Linked DNA regions of Danio rerio: region 1 is linked to region 2. Evidence: chromatin contacts called from public HiChIP or PLAC-seq data. All regions are on one chromosome and are shown on one strand. Each heading gives the region's core, a stretch centred on a gene start, on an enhancer-like site or on the middle of the called end of the contact. The rest is flanking DNA. Distances are from core to core; before and after follow the strand shown.

Evidence for each region. HiChIP or PLAC-seq counts read pairs in DNA pulled down with a chosen protein or histone mark.
Region 1: a contact with region 2 is called in an H3K4me3 HiChIP or PLAC-seq map of gastrula embryo, with 3 times the contacts expected there. The contact joins the promoter of edf1 here to the promoter of nacc2l in region 2. A contact is called at or near these places in 2 of 4 datasets of contacts at active chromatin or transcription factors (embryo and gastrula embryo).

Annotation. Positions count from the first base shown.
Region 1 is chr5:70,321,780-70,328,381 of GRCz12tu, forward strand. edf1 (endothelial differentiation-related factor 1) reads left to right here and starts at 3,553. Exons shown (of 5, transcript NM_200745.1): 1 at 3,553-3,721; 2 at 4,027-4,078; 3 at 4,337-4,497; 4 at 4,575-4,668. The coding sequence starts at 3,647.
Region 2 is chr5:70,249,394-70,255,459 of GRCz12tu, forward strand. It overlaps nacc2l (NACC family member 2-like), which reads left to right and starts at 3,719. Exons shown (of 7, transcript XM_073951595.1): 1 at 3,719-5,068; 2 at 5,362-6,066. The coding sequence starts at 5,408. qsox2 (quiescin Q6 sulfhydryl oxidase 2) reads left to right here. Exons shown (of 12, transcript XM_009301964.5): 12 at 1-1,264.

The sequences.
Region 1 (6,602 bases), core at 2,303-4,802, 72 kb after region 2:
AATATTTCGTTTCCCTCTACGAAAGCCCTACTTCCGATGAAGTATGCTCGTTTATTATCTTTTCTTGCTTTCTCCACTGCTGGCCATAGTTTGTTTCTTCTTTCTTTATCTGCAAGGGATAAGTCTTCTGATATTTTAATGTTATTTTCGCGCAAAAAGGCAGAGTCCTTTGCTGCACGCCAAACAGCATCGCGAAAGAAACGGGAAGCAAATTGTAGAATAATTCCTCTGTTCTTGTTTGGTTGCTTGCGACCTAACCGGTGTACAGTGTCGACGGCGCTGGAGAGTCTGTCCTTGTCCTCTGGTAAGAGATGCTGACAAACGTCTATAACCCTACCACGAACATCCTCTCTTTCATTTTCCGGAATGCCGTGCATCCTGAGATTCCACCGCCGCGAGTAACTTTCTAACTGTGACAGCCTTCGGTCGTGTCCCACGCACGTTTCCTCTACCTTATTCAGTGTGGATTCCATCACTCCATACTTGTTTTTCAGATGGTTAACCTCAGCACTCACAAATTCGATAGCTTCTTTCACACTTGTAATTTGTTTTGTATTTTCATTAATTACGTCCTTCATGGAGGTAATCGCTCTTGTGTTTTCTCCGATCACATTTTCTAAAGCATCAGAACGGGTGTTTATTAATTGAGAAAGAGCTCCGAGTTGGGAGAGAATGGCAACCTCCGAACTTTCAGTTTTCCGTTGTTTTGTAGCAGGTGATTTGCATGGAGTTTCTGGAAGTGCAGGGAATTCTTCCTCACACATCATAAATTCGTCAAAGTCCACACTAATTTTTGAATAATTGTGTAATTTTTCCGTTTCATAACTACATGAGGCTCCCATCGTTTCACTCACGTTACTGCTAACATTAGCAGCGTTAGCTGTCCCCAGAGACACGTTTTTGTTCTTCCTTTTCTCCGATTTACCCATCTTATCACAAACAGGGACTAATTCTGTAGTATTTATATTATATTCTCTCTTTGCACAGAGTAAAATAGCTTTCAACTAATAACACTACTTGCCAATTACAATGTTTGAGCTTACAGAGCACATCGATCCGCTTGTTGTTAGAGCGCCATCTTGGTCGGACCCCACATTCGCGGACTTTCAGAGGCTCCGGAATCAGTGCGGTTACGTCATCAACATTTGACAACGCTGATTTGACAAAGAAACGCTCGTCTCTGTGTCTCCGGACAAATCAGACATGATACATTGATGCATTGTTCCTCCTCCATGCCCAGATTGGTTCAAACTCGCTATATCACAACCAATAAGCATAGGTTTCGCTTTTGTTTGTGGACCAAGGCTGTTTCTCAATTCCAAGAACGCAGAGAATGGACTTGCGTTCTTGTAGAGTGCGGTCTTGCCAGCTGTCCTCGGAAGAACGAACTCAGGAGACCGCGAGGGCAGAGAACGCGTCCTTTGAGAAATGGGATGCTGCGTTCTTCCTGATGGTCATGTGACCTTCACGCGTTTTAAATGGAAATTAATTAAACATTACAGCCTTCATACAACGATTTATTGTTTCCCCCCTCTTCAAAATATATACTTTGCATAAAAACATTATAAATATACTCTGCACATTATAAATAAAACAAATTTTAATACGAATTTCATCAAACAAACACAATTAATGTGTTTATTCCTTTATTAAGATGTTCATGTTAATGTTTACCTTCACCGTTTCATTTAGGGAAACTCCTGAGGTAAATAAGTAATATCTCTGAACTTTAATAATAAATCTAAATAAAATGCTGCGCTTCCCACCTCCAGTCGCAATGACTTCTGGGACTTCCAGAGCGAGCTCGCTGTTGAAGTCTGCATCGGTGCGTCCTCGATATCAAGAACACATCCGGGAAGTTTCACGCGTCCTCCGTACTTGCGGTCTTGAGTATTGGAACTGAACTTAGGCAGCTGATGATGACGTTTCACGAGGACACAAGACCGCTGAAGAACGCATATTGAGAAACAAGCTTTTTGAACAACACGGAATGAGAGATAGGCATACATTTATGCGCGGCTAAATAAAACGCAAAAAAAAAGTTTTGCATGAAATAATTCTCATACTAAGTACTTTTGCATGCACAGCAGCACAGAAACATGACAAAACAGTGACACAGCAAAGACGAACTGCTGCTCTTGCTGTTTTCAAAAGACGCAAATGAAGATGCAGCTGTTTGTCTGCATTGCAGACAACCATATCCATATCCATAGACAACCATATCCATGCTGGCACATAAAACCTAAGGATGTTCCATATTTAATCTAGTTTCGTTATGTAACTATTTATAGTATAGTAAATATTTATATCTATTTTTTTACTGAGGATTTGCACCATGTTTATTTGGACTTTGACACATTATTTATTATTTTCTTATTTTTATTTGTTCATTGTAAGTGGTGTTGTTTATAGTAACTAAAAATATATTATTTGAAAAAAGTCAAATTTGCTTCACTGTTCTATTATTTTGTAACATACCGTATACCGCGAAACCGTCAAACCGTGGTATTGTTTTAGACGATTATCATACCGTGAAAAATTCATACCGTTACAACCCTAATGTGGTTTATTTTCTTTAAACGGATATAAACAAACTAATATTTTATTCCTATTAAAAACAATAAATTAACTTGAACTAAGATACTAAATTGCTGCATTTGTATTATTTCTTGTTATTCATAACTTGCTAACAACTTTGCTAATTCATTCAAGTTGTTGCGGATGCAGATGCAGTCAGATGCCACGAGGGGCAAATTAAAAGCTTTTGACCATTCATGACACACACTATATCATATGATAGAGAAAATAGATTGTTATAATAATAATAATAGCTATGGAAAGAAAATTAAGAGACCACTTTCTCTGTATGTTCTCTCATGATATACTGGATTTATTGAGGGTTCATATTAGCTTTATTCTATAAAGGTCTGATAACATTTCTTCCAAATAAGAAAGAGAATATTTGTTTTTCTTCAGAAAGTGACAAATGGAAAGACTATAATAAGTATCAAATGTATTAATTTATTGTGATAGATAAATCTGGGTTCCAGACACTTTTCAGAAGCTAAAACATTGGTATTGTGTTGTTCTAAAATAAATGTAACCTCGTCAAAAAACATGACAAAAATAACAACGTTCGTTTAATTATTAATACATTTTTACAGCATTTTAAAATCGTTGTTATTTACAAAAAAATAGGTGGTTTGTTAATTTTAAGCTGTAACAAATGTGATCTTATTTCTAATAAAAACGTTAATATTATAACGTTAATATATAATAATACGTTATTTTCTGTCATTCACAACTAGCTAACGTTAACTTTGCTAATTCGTTCAAGTTGTTGCGTCAGATGCCACGCATGGCAAATTAAAAGCTTTTGACCGTTCATAACACGCACTATTTATCTAAACTTATAATAAATTGTACGTTTTTCAGTACAATTTTAAAACCCACACCTTCTCAATACGATAAGCTTTACTCACGTTAAAGGGGCTTGTTGACATGTGCCCACACGGTGACGTATATCCGGTTTAGTTCACTAGCATAAAGAGCAAAAAGGGACGTGCTCGACAACTTCAACGCCCCGCAGTTGCCCTAAAATCAAACACCTCTAAACACACAACAACAACAAAATCATCCAAAAATCATGGCAGAATGCGACTGGGACACGGTGACCGTTTTGAGGAAGAAGGGATCGGCCGCGCAGTCCAAGTCGAAGCAGGTATTTCACACGCTTCTGCTACATATAGTTTGCTGACGTGATTAGTTCACGTATGACGAGCACATTGTTGCTTTGACCTGTTTATAAATGTTTGTCTTCGACTAATGCGATATAATGTGTGTCCCAAAGCATTAAATATCAATGTGACAGTAAAAGGAGTAGTAATGTTAACGTATAACTTCGAGAATTAGCCAGTATGTGAAACGTGCTGTTGGAGGCCATAATAAGTGTGATCATAACAACACAGTTCAAAGATCTACATGGAGTTTCGGTTTACATAACAACGTTATAACCTCTGTTTTTAGGCTGTGACTGCTGCTCAGAGAAAGGGAGAAGCTGTGGAAACGTCTAAGAAATGTAAGAATACATACCTTTTATATAAGATCTGTTTATATCACTAACTGGAGTGAAATGTGCTGGTAATTTCATTGAGGTAAAGTTGGTTTTACCTTCACACATAGTCTTAAAAAGTCTTACATTTTATTTCATAAAACCTGTAGAAACCATGTACTTGAACCATGGAAATCGTACCAAATAGTTCAATATTATATAGAGTATTGGAGCATTGCTAGCAAGTACACTGAGTAAACAATCTTGTTTTTTTTTTCTCCTTAGGGGCTGCTGGGCAAAATAAACAACATGTTGTAACCAAAAACACAGCCAAGCTGGACAGAGAGACGGAGGAGCTCAGCCACCAGAGAGTGCCACTTGAAGTGGGCAAAGTGATCCAGCAGGGCCGGCAGAATAAGGGCCTCACCCAGAAAGATCTGGCTACTGTGAGTGTTTGCCAGACTTACCGTAAGGTTCATTTATTTTTGAGGTGGTGAAATATAATTGTGCGTTTCTCTTGCAGAAAATTAACGAGAAGCCACAGATCATTGCAGAGTATGAATGTGGGAAGGCTATCCCCAATAATCAGGTCATGGGGAAAATCGAGCGAGCCATTGGTAGGATTTTATCCTTCTTCTATTTGTTTTGGTCACAATAGCTAATTGTCTACTGTAATAAAGTTTGTGTTATTTTAATGATATTATCTTAGGCTAGGCTGTTTATTTGTAAAGCACAATGGGCTACGGTTGAAGTCAGAATTATTAGCCCCCGTTTACCTCCCCCCTCTTTCTGTTTAACAGAGAGATTTTTTTTTTCAGCACATTTCTAATCATACTAGTTTTAATAAGTCATTTCTAATAACTGATTTATTTTATCTTTGCCATGATGACCGTAAATAACATTTTACTAGATGTTTTTCAAGATACTTCTATACAGCTTAAAGTGACATTTAAAGGCTTAACTAGGCAGGATAGGGTAATTAGGCAAGTTATTGTATGATGATGGTTTCTTCTGTAGACTATCGGAAAAAATTATAGCTTAAAGGGGCAAATAATATTGACCTTAAAATGTTTTTAAAAAAATAAAAAACTACTTTTATCCTCCGAAATCATTTTCGCCGAAATCAAACAAATAAGGCTTTCTCCAGAAGAAAAAATATTATCAGACATACTGTAAAAATGTTCTTTTCTCTGTTAAACATCATTTGGGAAATATTTAAAAAAGAAAAAAATTCAAAGGGGGTCTAATATTCTGACTTCAACAGTATATGCACAGCTTGTGTTTTTCAGCCACTGATAAACTTCCAGTGAAAGATTTATGTGATTATTTTCAATTTAATAAGGTTCTTTTTACAGAGTCAGTGTTGTCATGTAATTAAAATAGACATTTAAATAGACTTAGGGTGCTTTCACACCTGTAAATAGATGGTTTTGTTCTAAGGGTGCTTTCACACCTACACTTTTGTTTTGGAACATATCTCCTTTGCCCAGTTAGCGCGGTTCGTTTGGCATATGTGAACAGGGCAATCGCGCTCTGTTCCGCGCCAAAGTAATCGCTCCGAGATCGCTTGAATGAGGTGGTCTTGGCTCAATTGAAACTAACCCTGGAGCGGTTCGATTGCAGTGAGAAAGCGATCCGATCCGAGCGCGGTTATATCACAGTGTTTTATGGATATGTAATAGGCATACGGCTGTATGAAGAGAGAATTATGAGTATGGCGGGAAGTTTCGCAAGTCTCCGCATGCTCGCAAACGAGTGATAATCTCCCGGTAATCTCGCGTCTCCCTCCCGGTCCTCAAATAGGCATCATCACGCACCCTTCTCACCCCTCCCCACCGCATCTCTCCTCAGACACGTCGCGCACGCGCACCCTGTCAATCACCACCAAACCACCACCTCTCCTGACAGCTTAGCGTCACGCTGCAAAATAAACCCTGACACTGACCAATGTAAGGAGAGTTTACTCGCAGTCGCACGTGACTTGTTTTAGCTCTTTTGGTCCGATAAGAAACTTTGCAGTGTGAAAGCGAACCGCTCCAAGAGCAAAGAGCAACAATGTAACATTTGTAATCTCTGTTTCGGAACAACTGAATCGATTCATAGGTGTGAAAGCACCCTAAAACAGATAAAAATAGGAACAATGTTGCACTTTGTTCTTCTTGGTGCGGTTCGCTTTCACTCTCCAAAGTTGGTAAATGGACCAAAATAGATAAAACAAGTTACGTGCGAGTAAACTCTCCTCACACTGGTTCCACGGTTTATTTCATAGTCTCTCAGCTGTCATGCATCCCTATTTTAATTTATGACGATGAGCAAAAAGACATTATAAACCCCTTTCACAAAGTAATACCGGTAAATATCCGTAAATTTTCGGAACGACTTTACCGGTAAATTCATAAAAAAGATGTTCACACAGGCACAGACGTTCTGGAATTTTTCAGGAAAAGATCATACACGCATCCATTCCAAAATACCAGTAAATTCTGACATCATTATCCAGAAATGACCTGTAAACGGCTGCACTTTTATTTGTAAACAAAGAAGGGGTCGA
Region 2 (6,066 bases), core at 2,469-4,968:
GGGAATTTGATTTACTTTGTCGCTCAAGGTCGCTCGCTGAGAAGCCAGTGACACGAAACACACTGCCTGTCAATGACCAGAGGTGGAAGCAAAAACCCTGTGTTTTGTGAATTTAAAGGCTGCTTTTTCAAAAAAAAAAGAGCCACATATTTATAGACTTCATTAAAATTCTGATTTACTCTGGATTTACATGAGTACAGTTATGGAAACTACTAATGACACTTCTTCTGAATTTAAAACAGAAATGTTGACATTTAGCAGAGGTGGGGGTAAGTCACAAGCAAGTCTCGAGTCAACCTTTAAGCCTCAAGCAAGTCAAGTCAATTTTTGTCAGACTCAAGTAAAGTCACCGCTTATTTCAGGTCAAGTGAAGTCGTAGCTTGGTCTAGCAAGTCACTTTCAAGTCAATCAAATTTTTGTAGATTTTCGAACTTTTGCTATTTTGTATATACAAATAGTATAAACTTTGATTAGCCAAGATGTAAGCTGAAAACAACTGAACTAACTTCATAACTTACTATCTTTGGTGTGATTTAAATTGTCAAATGAACTTAAAAGTTGTGGTAATTGAGTCACTCACTTTTGAGTTGCATGCTTTGCATGTTGCTTTTCTTTTTGGCGTCGTCTTGCTTGTAATCTTTAAACCCGAATTTCATCTTTGGAGGAGCGCCTTCCATTTCTCGTTACTGTATACTCTTCATGACCTGATTGGTTTAGTTCAGCAAATTCAACTTTGTGTTTCCAGTAAATACTAATCCACAAAATACTTAAAGTTACTTACCTTTTAACTTACCTGGCACCCTTTGACATGGACAAAAAACAATATGTATAGTTATCCACTTATTTAAAAAATCATCAACGCGAGTCAGGAATTGGTTGCAGTGCTTTATTCAGAAAAGTACAGAGAACCTATCTTTCAGAGCAATCTGAGAACCGATAAGCTAATAAGACTGCGCTTGCGTTTGTTAGAACTTTCAGACTTTTTTTAAAACAAACAGTTTGTATTTAACTAAAACAAGTTATTTCGAGTCATTCAACTCAAGTCCAAGTCAAGTCTCAAGCCATGACAGTCAAATCCAAGCAAGTCGAGTCTTTTTGGATATTTGCCAAGCAAGTCTCAAGTCCTAAATTTTGCAACTTCAGTCTGACTTGAGTTAAGTCATGTGACTGGAGTCCCCCTCCTCTGACATTTAGAGGATTTTTGTGAGTAATCACACACTGAGGAAGGCATAGTGCCGAAACGTTTGTCTTTAAATCACTCGAAGAATGTAAGAAGGAAAAGTAAAAACGGTACGAAGCAATTACTTGATGAGTGCCAATCATTACCTTTTTGAGTAATCGACCAAAAGGCTAAACGCCGATTTATACTTCTGCATCGCGTATGGTAGCGAAAACTCTGTGATTGGTTGGCTTGGTAGCAGTGATGAGCATGGGTGGTGCTGAGAGCTGTGAGCCCGATGGAGCGAGTGTTTAACTGCTGAATCCTGTGAAGGAGCTTTAGTTGTTTTATGTTTACCTTTTGATTAAAGTTAGCAGGTTCCAGTCTCCGAATGAGCGAGCTTTAACTACTTGTATATTGAGGTAGCATTCAGAAAAAACAAAACACCCTCGAAGTAACTCAACACAGAGGAACGTAACCTATCAGCATGCAGAAGTACAAATGCACGGCTACGCGCAAGGCTTACGATGTAGGGTCATGGCGATCACTTGATGCAGAAGTATAAATCGGCCTTTTGCCTTTTGGTTGATTACTCACAAAAAACAGCCTTGAGACATGTTTATATTCATTTTTAGAGAACACAGTACAAGTAAAATAAATAAATAAATAAATAAATAAAGCAATATTTGCTGGAATGACCATGATTTTCAATAACAAAAAAATATTCTTTAAATGGCAGAATCTCTGTTTGAAATTGAGAAGAAATGTTATTAGACTATTAAAAGAAACACATAGTAACATTTTATTTAAAGCCATACCGAATATATCCAGTAAAACAGAATTTTCAGGTGATCTTCTATCTTATTGACCTCATAAGTAGGCCCACACGGAATCTGCACGGTCAGATTTCTGCAGATTTTCCGCATATTTCTGCAGATTTTTAGGCCATCGTTAATTCTGTTTATCTACTTGAGTAAATATGTGTGTGAATCTTGATTTACTCAGTTTTTAAATAATTACAGTAATATTATTGACTAATATGAAAATGTTCATCTGATTTATGTACAATGCAGTTTGTACAGTAATTTTTTCTGTCTTTCAGTAGATATATGAGAGACTTGCTTTGTTTACCAAATAAAATGAATTTAATTGGATTTGCATTTTAAACATTAAATAAAAGTTAAAAAGATATTATTTTTTATTTAAAATATTTAGATTTTAGTTATGATACTCCCAAAATAATTCCGCAGATTTTTATCAAAATTCTCTGCAGAAATGGCAAAAAACATCCACAGATTCTGTCTGTCCCTACTTATAAGTGACATTATTCCTAGAGTTGATTTAAAAATCTTATTGTAAATTTCCTCACCAGGGGATTTATGATAACTACATTAATGCATTTCAAAAGTCATCAAATTATGTGTCAAATTTGGTGCTAAACTATATTGATCACAATATTTTCAGTTTATTTTTTTGTACAAGTGATTGTAATGATCAATGCGTTTTAATATAAATCTCCAAACACACACCATCTATGTTGAACCTTATAGGCAGCGATTCATTTAATGTACTCCGAGGATTTCCTGATTACAGGCTGTTCAGTGTTCAATGTATATCACTACTGCGGTTTTTAATTCAAAGTTTACAAGCCTGTTGACATTGTGAACTGTTTTAAAATGCCATTATTAAACAAAGTTTGCTTTGTGGACTGATTTGAAGTAACGTGTTCACCTTGTGATATTTCACTATTTAATGGAGCATTGTTGTGGAGGATAAATATTCCCTAATAAAATATGGCTTATGTGTTGTGATGGTAGATGCACATAATGGTGGCCTTTTAAGCTGCTCCAAATGAACGGCTGTAAATTACGTTGCTTGTTCATTATTATTATTATTAATATTATTATTTCCAGTGCTTTAAGAATGATATTTTTATGTAAAGACTATTTTTGGGGGCAGTTGTTCTGTATATATGTAGTTTGTCCTAACAGAGGAGCCGTTGCATTTTGTATAAAGAACGCTGTAAGTTGTCTTTCAAATAAAAATGTATGATTATAATTTTTTTTTATTTCATAAGAGTGTCTATTAAAGGGTTAGTTCAACTGAAAATACTAATTTCCTCACTCTCAAGCTGAAAACCTGCAACAGTTGACTTCCATATAAGGAAAAACAAAAGGATCAATGGTTACGTTTCTTCGAAATATCATCATCTGTGTTCAACAAAAGAAAGAAACTCATTTGGAACAAGTAAAGGGTGAGTAAATATTATTTATTTTTGAGTGAACTGCTTTAAAGCATTGATGTTTTATAATGCACCACAATACTGTGCTGTTACATGTACAACAGTTTTCTGAGCAGCCTTCTTAAACGACCATTTATCAGGAGAACAGTTGGACGTACCGTACTGAGAACACAGTGTAACTGCGACTTAAAGTCTGAGCACATTGAGAGGTCATTTAAGTTTTTCGATTGCTGCAACGTCCATGTCTGTCCTCTAGTAGGCAGTGTGGAGTCTCTCCCCACCAGCTCAGACTGCAGTCTGTTCTCCTCAGGGACATCATACATGTGACCATACTAACGCTGTCTATTACTAGAGCTCCAGCTGTCAACTTAACAGATGTCTGCACAGGCACTCTTGTTTGCGAATGTAGAATAACTTGCTGTGTTCGTTTCTTCAGAACATTCTCCTAAATGGTGCGGGAAACAAAGTTTGAGGGGAGTTTCTGGAGATGAAAGTGTCACGTTTTGCTGCTTTTTTTTAGTGTTAGAGACCAGACAGACGGCAGGAATCAAGTTATGCAGCAGTCACCGGGCGTGTGTCTGCCACGCTTTATTGATTTATTCTAATTTATTTGCTGTTGATATTAGACGAGTGGAACACGGCAGTTTATCTCTAATAGCGCTGACTCACGCTGTAGCCCATCGGCGTCTCAGCATTAAAACTCGGAGACTGAAGCACAGCGCCTTCTTCCCCACTTTGCTGAGAGACGCTGCTTTACTGCCCCACTGCTCTGTACTCAACTCTTCCTCGCACACTACAGTCTTTCAGCCGTCCGTCTGATACGTGCCGCCTTAAAACGCTCTGGGTTTGATGTACTGATCTGACATTCAGGGCAGCTTTGAGACTGAGTCTCCCTCCTTTCTTTTTCTTATCGGTTGAGTATCTGTCTGATGCCGTGTTGGCACATCTGATTGGGTATGCAGACTCTGTACTGAGCATGCCAGCCTGTGACAGGGACTGCAATGCAGAGCTGCTCTCCTGGCACACACCATTTGTCTGCCCTTAATGTAAATAATCCTGAGCACGGAGCTGATCGTGGCAGAGACGGCTTCTGATGGATTATGTGTCTGCACGCATTGGGGTTGGTGCATGCAGGGTGAACGCTCCCGTTCTTGTCTTTTCTTCGTGCGGTGTGACGCTCAAATAAAAGTGAGCCATTGCTCTTTCTCTCTCTCTCTCTCTCTCTCTCTCTCTCTTTCTTTCTGTCTTGCCTGTCTTTTGTCTCCATCGCACATGAACACGTTTACTCTCTGCAGGGCAGTTATCCGCATCAGGCTCTCTCTCTTTCTCTTTCTCTCTTGCTCGATTTCTCTCTCTCGCTCTCTCTCTCTCTCTCACTCTGTGTCCTTAAATGACTTTCCTTCAGTCTCACTCCCTCCCCCTCTCTCCCTAGTCTCTGTGTCTGTGCCTATAGCCTCTCTCCCCCTTTCTGTGACATACAGTAGATGGTGCATCGATTGCACACAGACGTTCGCTTTCCCTCTCCCTGGCTCAGTCCTGTGCGGGGAGGAAGAGGACGGATTGAGACGTATCTCTCTGCTTCTCAAGCTACCTTTCCTCATGCTGAGCTGCTGTGTGGAGCCTGCCCGCATTCTCTCTCTCTCATCTGGGAAGATTCTGCTATAGAGGTCAGGTAGTGGCGGGGTGGAGAGGGAGGGTGGGTGGGTGGGTTTGTGGGTCACTTTTCAGCTTCTTTTGAATACTCCAGGCAAGCTTATGCTGAGTTGCCAAACATGCAGACTCTAGTAATGTTGGGGTGAAGAGAGCTGTTTACCAAGGGAGTTGCTGTGCAGCATTTCTGTCGCATTTTTTCTGCTGTGTCTGCACCAGATAAACATTGTGTGACTTTTGAATCTAGTCATTTTCAGTTTGTTACCTCATCAGGCTGGTCCACCTTCATTGTGACTTTCTGTTGTCTTAGATGTCTGGTGAGAAAATCCTGTCTTCTCCGGAGATCTGAAACGGGCATGATGTCTCAGCTCTTGCACATGGAGATTCCAAACTTTGGCAGCACGGTTCTGGACAGCCTGAACGAACAGCGGCTGCTGGGCCAGCACTGCGATGTGGCCATCATGGTCAACGGACAGGCCTTCAAGGCCCACCGTGCCGTTTTGGCGGCCAGCAGCCTCTACTTCCGCGATCTCTTCAGCGGTAGTACCCAGACGCTCTTCGAGCTGCCCTCATCCGTAGCCCCGTCCTGCTTCCAGCAGATTCTGACCTTCTGCTACACGGGCCGAATGACGGTTAGTGCCAGCGATCAGCTGATGGTCATGTACACGGCGGGCTACCTTCAGATCCAGAACATCGTAGAGCGGGGAATGGACCTCATGTTCAAGGCCAGCGCACCGTACTGTGACTCACAGACATCTGCCACAGACGATCCCCCTAGCCCAAACAACAACAACTCCTCCCTGTTGCTAGGCGACCAGCCCACAACTGTCTGCAAGATCAAGGAAGAGAAGCTGGAGACCCCCGTGTGCACTCAGAACGGGGAGCTAAAGCACTCTGAGGAGGACAGGGGACACAGGAGCAGATCTTCAAGGAATGGCACTCTTTTCTACACCAGTGCAGGTGTGAACGGTGTCATACCCGTGATGCATGCTTATGAGCAATCAACCCGAGATCA